Regions from separate parts of the Bombyx mori genome. Here region 1 is linked to region 2. The links are chromatin contacts, called in public Hi-C maps. All regions are on one chromosome and are shown on one strand. Each heading gives the region's core, a stretch centred on a gene start, on an enhancer-like site or on the middle of the called end of the contact. The rest is flanking DNA. Distances are from core to core; before and after follow the strand shown. Region 1 holds the start of LOC101742553 (GPI mannosyltransferase 2). Region 2 holds the start of LOC101737958 (G kinase-anchoring protein 1).

Region 1 (4,057 bases), core at 1,222-3,721, 790 kb before region 2:
TACAATCTTATATTTGATTTTGATTTATTCAACTATATATACCCATGATATGCAATCTATAACTTAAATTTTAACTAGGTAAATTACTTTTATTACAAGGCCACAATAATTATTGTTTAATTTATTGCATAAAGTAAAACTTAATACTTTCTATTATCCAATTCCATCATCCAGTATTAAATTTGGAATAAATAATATGTGTGTACTACCTGAAAGCTCATCTGTTTCTATTTTATAATTTATCATGAGAGCGAAATATAAAATGTAGATTTTTTTTAAGTTTACTTGCATGCATTCATTTAAGTAGGTCTAGTGGTTTTCAGACTGCTCTTAAACACCAGAACACAACCCTTTTTGTAAAAAAGGTCATTGTGAAACAATGTTCTGTTAGTATTAAAATAGTATAGAATTAATAGCCTTCCAAAAACATTTAAAACAAATATTGAGAATTCAAAATTAACATAAGATTTGCCTACATTTCCTAAGTTATGGTCCCCTATTTAATTTCAAACTTCTTAGATTGCTTGCTACCTTTGATTCTTTATGCTGAATAACAGTTAAATAATTAAACATCTGATATGCTTCTAAACAATCACATAATTGATTCATAAAAGGATATGTTATTTTATACTGTACATTTTCTATGTCCACGGATAAAAGTTTGAAAACAAAATTGTACCAGCAACAAAGTACCCTATAAAATAATACTGTATCAAGCGAGATTGAAAATCAAGCATTTTTCTTGATATTATAAAAGTTTTCCATTTGCTGTACATGTTGTCTAATCCCTCTAAATTGGCAATAGACAAATGATGTGATGGAATTTTCTTTCCTGTTGTAATTTCACGGAAATGTTCATTAATAGTGTTTTGTTCAGATGTCGGAGTAGGACCAGCATTTAATTTACTTGAACAAATCCAGTACAATACAGGGCTAGCGGAAGCCAGGAGTCTAGTTGTAACTTGAATGTGAACAAAAAAAATACAAAATATAGATAGTAAAAATACATGAACCACATATAAGTAAAGAACAGGATCATTTGCACCAAATCCTTTAGCACACTGTTTTGATCTGCAAGAAGTCTTGGTTGAGTAACCACCTAATGAACTGAACTTTAAACCAAGTTTCAAACATAGCTTAAAATTGTTAAAAAAATACACTAAACAATAATAATTTAATAAAATAAGTATAGGAGCAGCAAGAATGAAATTAGGGATTTGCTTTAATTTGTAATATTTTAAAAACCCTACATCCCAATATTGACTTTGAATATAACTGTAGGATAAAGGTATTGAGTAATTACACCAAGGACTCTCAGCTGTACCAGGCAAAACATAGTCTGCATTTATTAAAAATTCAGGTAAATTATGTTCACTAGGTACACAATATTTAAAATAATTGTAAGTTTGAACCAAAAGAAAAGGTATAATTGCAATTATTATAGTTAAGACCAGTGCCATGAATGATATGAATAAAGGCAACAATAACAAAGGAAGTATTATCCTACACTTTAATGTCTTATATTTGTACACAATTTCAGGAAGTGTTCTTTCAATAATATTCTTAAAACTTGTATAAAATATAAAACCCAAATTTACAATACCATTTGATCTTGTAATCATTGAAAGCCCTGCAGGTATGCCACTCAATATATCAATATTAGCAAACCTTAATGTTTCACTGTCTGTGCATTTCAACATTGTGTAGAATGACATCCAAGCAAATAGTGTCTCAGAATATGGAGCAGAAAAAAAAATACTTGCAGGGTTAATGCTATACAATATGACAGACTTATAAGCTCTACATTCACTTTTTAAGATTCTCAAGCTTAATTGATGCAAGATGTCTGCAGACTTCAAAAACAAACAGATGTTAATTATTGTCGCAGATAATAATAAGCAACTATGAAAATTAAGAAATGTTCCAATAGCGCTATTTAGTCCGTAGGCAAAATATCGCACGCTCAAGGGGTAAAACGGATAAAATGCTAAACAATTCTCATACGTGTATCCATACTGAGCAATGTGTATAAAATATTGAGCATCCCATCTTTTAAAACCGCCAAAAAGTTTATAAACTATATTATCTAACCAACTTTTGTACATAGTGGGGTCTTCCGGGCTGACGAAAACCTTAGCGTCGTGATCAGGTATGATGAGATTCGATACAGCTTGCAATAAAATTATTATCATTCTTGAATTAAACGCAAACCACATAAGCTTTTGTCGCGGTGAATACATGATTTCTGCGGAATTAGGAATTAAATTAGGTTTAAATATTACTAATAGTAGTCTAGCACTATAATAAAAAACGTTATTACCTTATCTGTTTGTGGTTAAATCACAAGCACATCGTTTGTGTACGACCGAATTTAAATAATTTAATAAATATAGATTTAAATTTCAAATCGTTCAATGTTGTGTTAAAATTATGAAGACGTTGACATTTAACCAATTAATGACAGTAAGATATGGTAGTTTTTCCAAAATCGCAAACGCAATGGATTGTGAGACAACTGACTCTTTAAATTAAAAAATCATAATGTTTACAAATTATGTATTACTACTAGGATAGTGGACAAAATAAAAGCTAAAAACCAGAAAAGTATAAAGATTAATTCAGTGGAAAAACTTCCCGTCGATCAATCAATCTGAAAGTTTTTTAGGGTAAAGGCTTAAAAGCATAGATAGTATTTATTAAGTTTAATACACTTATTTTTATTAAAGAAAATATTTACTAATTACTACGGGCGCCCGGGCGTGTCCTGTCATAGCTATGAACGATAAAGTTATAGAATTCAACTATATAATATCAATTCACGTCAACTTCTTAACTTCAATAGGTACATAATATATTTTGTCTTTCAATACCCCAATAATAAGTTTGAATTGCTTAATATCTGCTGCTTTTAATTATTTATAATAAAAAGTCTTTCAATACCCCAATAATAAGTTTGAAATGCTTAATATCTGCTGCTTTTCATTATTTATAATAAATAAAAAAAGCATATTAATATTAAAATAGGTAATTTTTAGTAATCAATTCTCATCATTAAATTCTATTTCTGAAACTATTGGCTTGTGGTAACTAAAATAAGACAGGTTCATATGTTTCCGAATTTTGCGATTCTATTTTGTGCAAATTCTTTAAAAACTATTGATGCTCAATAGTAGTACCACATCTCGTTGTCGATTCTTTTGGATTGTTTTTAATGCGCATGCGCGTTGCTTGTACATGAATTCATGATTTTAGAATAATAGGCTTATTACACTTGGCTGAATTCAGACGACTGAATTCAGTCGCTACTTAATTCAGTCAAGTGTAATAGCATTAAGTAAGTTAGTCTACTGAATTCAGTAGCAAGGATGGTTTCTGACTGACTGAATCATTTAGAAGCCTAATTAGAAACGCATTTAGGAAGGTGCAATCGCATTTAGTAGATATTAATTATATTATAATAGAATAATTGATTATAATAGACTATCGTAGGATAGTATCCTGCTTTTTTATAAACGGTGTCACAAGGTTTATTAATAGGTCAAACGAGATCGAATCCATTTATAGATATTTTTTGAAGTCTGCTGGTTCTAAATCACTAATAATGTTCATATTTGCTAACATTCCGCACAGCAATAAATATTTCTTCACCGATATTCTTGTTTTTATTTTGAGAAATTGAAACAAAAACAAACATTTTGTTGTTGTCTAGACAATACTGGGGCTATCCTCTTACGCACACGTCACATCTTACTTCGTCGCGTTTAAACTGACAATTGATTCAGTAACTGAATTTAGAACAGTCGACTAAATTCAGCCAAATGTAATAAGCCTTTAAGCATTGGCGAGGCGGAGTGGGATTAAAAAGAGAAGGGATGAGAGAACAGAAAGAAAGAAAAAGAGAAAGGTATTATAAACTATTCGCTTTGTATGTATATGACTATAGCATTTCCGTTTTATGTTTTTCTAACGGTCAGTCTCACACTTTTTTTCAGTTCGGTCGCGCAGTAAAATCCCCATTTCCTCAAAACCTGCCGTAAGGAGCTTCGTTCCAATAATA
Region 2 (4,457 bases), core at 1,946-4,445:
TATAACTTCATCGGTCAATCTATTGTGGATTCTTTCTTTTATTTTGTTTCTTATTAATGCATCTTTCGTCTCTATTTTCACTCGTTCAAAAAATTGTGTATCTTTTTCGGGAATCTTGTCATCATCAGTAGAATTCTTTTCGTCTTCTGTATTATGATTAACTAAGGGCAATATTAAAAAAAACTTTACTTCTAATAGAAAAAAAACAAAAAACACACCAAAAACATAGCCAAAAAGGAATTGCTTATTTCAAAACAAAATCATGTAGGTAAAGGTTGGTGTTAGTTTTATATTTTATTGAATACTATCTCATTGCCTAAGATTTTTTAACTGTCTATCTGGTGTTATGATTACCAACCAGAGCCCACAGATATAAGGCCCGCAACTAAGTTCTCGCTGGTTTGTTTGATGAAATTTCAACTTTTTTGTGATTGCTTATATACAAATGATAATTCAAAGTATTGTCCATTACAAGTCACAGCTTTTTCTAACCTCTCTGGCAGAATACCTTGGCGGTAAAATTTCGTCTTTTGAGGCTATCCACGAATTAAGGCATTATTTGATGTCTGTATCTGAGCGGAACTGCTTATCAGAAAGATCATGTGCCATCGAACGGAATAAACTATGGGGAATATGGCGGGTGGGGTAGGACATACCATTTGAGCATTTCCAAGCAAGTTTCATTAGGATTGACAACATGGGACCGAGTGTTGTCGTGCAGGATAATCACTTTATCGTGCCTCCAGTCATATTGTGGCCGTTTTTCGCCATGCTCGAATTAATTGCATTGATTAATTAATTGATTTCGATGCCGCTTCCCAATTATGGTTTCGTTAGGTTCCTAGAGCCCATAATAAAAAACGCTGACCTGGACCCACATAAACACAGCATAACCTTCGTAGTGTAAATATTCGGTCGAGCCGACGATGTAGACGCATGACCGGGGAGTCCCCACGAGTTTTTTGCTGTTGGGTTGCTATATTGAATCACACGTCTCACAAAATAGCTTGGCAAGTATGTAACTGCTAATACTGGGGCAGGCTGATCTTGTGTTTAGTAAACATACTATAGAGTCGTATTCAGGGTCTTCGATGGTTTTGGCTTTGCTTCACGTGGATGGTTGTGAACATCCGTCTTTGAAACAAAGGATCCAATCAGGGCACGATGTTCCGCTCAGAGCAGCATAAAGATATAGGAGAACATAAAGTTTTTGGAGCTCTCGATGCGCTTCTGGCTCCGTTTTCTACGAATGAAATCGATAAAGCTACACTTCCCACAAATGACGCTTGGGTAACACAAAATTAGACTGAAAATGTCTGCCACAGCCAAAAGTATATCACACAACTCAACGACAAAATTACCTGTGTGTCAAAGCAGTTTAAGTCTAAATTTCGTTCATATTAGTTTATATATGTTAACATCAACCAGCACTTATTGCTGCATCCATCTATAGCAGCATGAACTTAGTTACGCACAAAATATCACATTTGATAAATGGATGGGTTGGTGCTATTCTTGGCAGACACCACATAACCAAATTTTGCAAGCAAATTATTTTTATTATATTCCTGTAGCAAGATTGATTAAATTACTTATACTTTAAGTCCCCTCACCCAATGACACTTCTAGCATCACATAAGGACACATTTTGGTCAGTTTAGTGATCCTATCTAACCCTACCAGCTGCACAAGTTAAATTTCAAAGTAATCATACAGTATCAGCCTTACATTTTACATCACTATTTTCAGTAGAATTCACAATGCCGTTGAACTGCTCCAGACACATCACATTTTTCTTCTTCAACTTCTTAACATTACGAGAAACTTCTGCAACTTTGTTTGCTGCATCAACATCCTTTTTCAATTGTTTATATACATCTTTCTTCTCTTCATAATCCAGTTTAGACAAAAGAATAGCCTAGTAAGATAAGATTGACAAAGTAAAATAATATTATTTCAGTGTGATTAAATAATTATAGTTTAATTATGTGGTCATAATGCATCTAAATAAAAAAAAACAATTCATAATAATAACATTGACCTGTTCTTTACTACTTTTTAATAGAGATTATTTATACCTGATGGAGTTCAGATTCAAAATTGCCATCAACCATTTCTTCATCTTTTTGTTTCCATTGTGCCCATTGTGCTTCAGTAGATTCACCAAGTTTAGTCTTCTTCTTCTTACCAGCTGACTAGAAAATGACTGCCTTCTTACACAGGCACAATGCACAGTGAAATAATATGTTTGAATATTTCTGTCATTATCCCCTGTGTAGCTTTCAGATCTTTAAAAATGTAAAATTTATAATCTAGTGTTTTCAAACGTTAAATTAGTTGAATTTCATATTTTTGCCATCCAAAGGAGGGTACTCCTCCTACCTGATTATAAATGGTTTGTCATTCTCTGACTCACCAAAATAAATGACATATTATCCTATAAACTTTATTGGTTGGCAACCAGTCTGGCAGTTAGGTAAGTTAAGTCAAAAGAAATAAACAGTAGTTATGGTTTTTATAATTTAAGAATTACAAAAAAGACAGTGTCTTCAAGTGCTGAAGACACTGTCTTTTTCTGTTGTCTGAAAAAGACAGAAAAGGAATAACAATTTTCGGCAAATAATATATTTTCGTGAATCTGTACATGTTTTTACCTGAGTTTTACAGTTGTTGTTGTTGTTATTATTGTTTTTGGGTTTCTTCAGAAGTTCTGATTTTTTGGCAGAATTAGTTTTGGCTTTTTTATGTTTTTGTTCATCGCTATTTGTTGGGTGATCATCATCTTCTATCATTAGACCAGCAAAACGAGATTGTACGACAAGAGCAGCCATTTTTACAGTTTTAATTTCTGAGTTCTGTGTGTATGTCTATCTATAATAAAACTATGTTTTTAAAACATATTTAATCACCTTCGACTAAAAAAGCTCCAGTTTTTACTTTTTCTTTCAATATTATTACAAAAATGTTTAATTGACAGAAAAAAATATCTTTGACTAGTCTAATTGTATTAGTCTAGATAAGTTTAAATTTTAACGAAATCGTTTAATACTAATTATGGTGCCCACCTTTTACAGCTTTTCAAAGTGAAAAGTAGTGAAAACAGTGAAAAGTGAAAACACTGAATAAACAGACTGCAGACACTGACAATGTTGCCACCTCAGATTATTTTAAGGCGCTAGGCCAAGAGAAAAATGTCGCCAGATTTCGGAAATTTTGCTACTAAGAAAACGGGTGGTTTCCGCTAAATTTTTGAACTTGAATCAAACTAAAGAAACCCTAAGTCGATTATGTTTAGGGTCAGTTTCATCAGTTCCGTAATAAGAGATATTATCTACTATTGGTTAAATGATAGTTTTGAATGAACGATTCGTTAGCTATAGACTACGGGAACTCATCTGGAAATTGTAAAACTGGCTCATAATATTCTATAGGTAGTAAAATAAAACCACAATAATATGTTTATTTTTTAAACAGAAGAGTAAAAATAAGAATTAGAAGATTAAAAATCAAGAGAAAAAATGTGAAAATTAAAATTCTAGACTATCAAATGAAAAATCTTCTACAACATCATCATCGGTCTTACTCGTAGATGCTACCGTCAACGATGTCGACGCTAAAGGTGTTGATGGCTGTCGTCGTGTGGTTTTGTAAGAGCATTTTTTTGACCAATAGCTGCTAGAACATCGCTTAGTAATTCATAGTTGAAACACTAGCCATCAATAACTTTAAGCCTATTTTTTATAAAAATAATGGCATTTAAAAGTGGACCAGTCATCCTGTTTCGCAGTTTACTTTTTACAATGTTCATTACACTAAATCTTTCGATACCCGCATTAGAACGGGGCAAACTAAATACAAAACATTCATTAACAAATGACTTTGCCTAGGAATTCTCCGGTCATAGAGTACCTAGGCTGAAAACATCATCATGAAATTCCGGAACATTGAGGGATTTCCCTATCAAAAGTATGTTGCCAGATTCCTTAATGAAAAACCACCAAAAACCACTAAAAATAATGAAAACGATAAATAATGAAAAAATACCGCTGAACGCCTCGAAAAATCACCAGTTCTGGTGGGAAAACCACCAAAGTGGCAGCACTGGACACTGAAAAGATTATTTTTTTAAGGGATTTAAGACCTTTTGCGCGAACGCGAGGAGTGAAGTTGTGTGATTTGTTTTATTTTGTCTATTTACTGTTTCTTCAGGTTTAAATGTGTAATAACGGTGGTTTATTAACTGTTTAATATTTGTGAAGGTGCACAAATGTGGGAAAATGAAACAAAGCCGCTTGACGTAGCTTCTCGGGATCCTTCAAAAAGCCCACTGAAAAAGTCTCTCTCTCATTTCGTTTCATTTAATTTCGTGCCATGCCATGTTTTAATATTAGTCAACTTCATTTCATTTCACTTCATATTATCATTTTTCATAAAATTATGAATATAAATTAAAATAA

What was found. A called contact is a pair of places that touch in the nucleus more often than the background predicts.
Region 1: a contact with region 2 is called in a Hi-C map of middle silk gland, with 1.9 times the contacts expected there. The contact joins the promoter of LOC101742553 here to the promoter of LOC101737958 in region 2. A contact is called at or near these places in 2 of 7 Hi-C or Micro-C datasets (middle silk gland and posterior silk gland).

The regions. Positions count from the first base shown.
Region 1 is chr21:9,252,669-9,256,725 of ASM3026992v2, reverse strand. It overlaps LOC101742553 (GPI mannosyltransferase 2), which reads right to left and starts at 2,471. Exons shown (of 2, transcript XM_038018341.2): 1 at 2,321-2,471; 2 at 1-2,245. The coding sequence starts at 2,240. The coding sequence ends at 642. It overlaps LOC119630088 (a long non-coding RNA gene), which reads left to right and starts at 2,595. Exons shown (of 2, transcript XR_005245905.2): 1 at 2,595-3,904; 2 at 3,993-4,057.
Region 2 is chr21:8,462,354-8,466,810 of ASM3026992v2, reverse strand. It overlaps LOC101737958 (G kinase-anchoring protein 1), which reads right to left and starts at 3,195. Exons shown (of 7, transcript XM_004929601.4): 1 at 3,066-3,195; 2 at 2,655-2,871; 3 at 2,079-2,195; 4 at 1,729-1,918; 5 at 1-161. The coding sequence starts at 2,831. It overlaps LOC101737826 (leucine-rich repeat protein 1), which reads left to right and starts at 2,410. Exons shown (of 4, transcript XM_038018513.2): 1 at 2,410-2,476. The coding sequence starts at 2,425.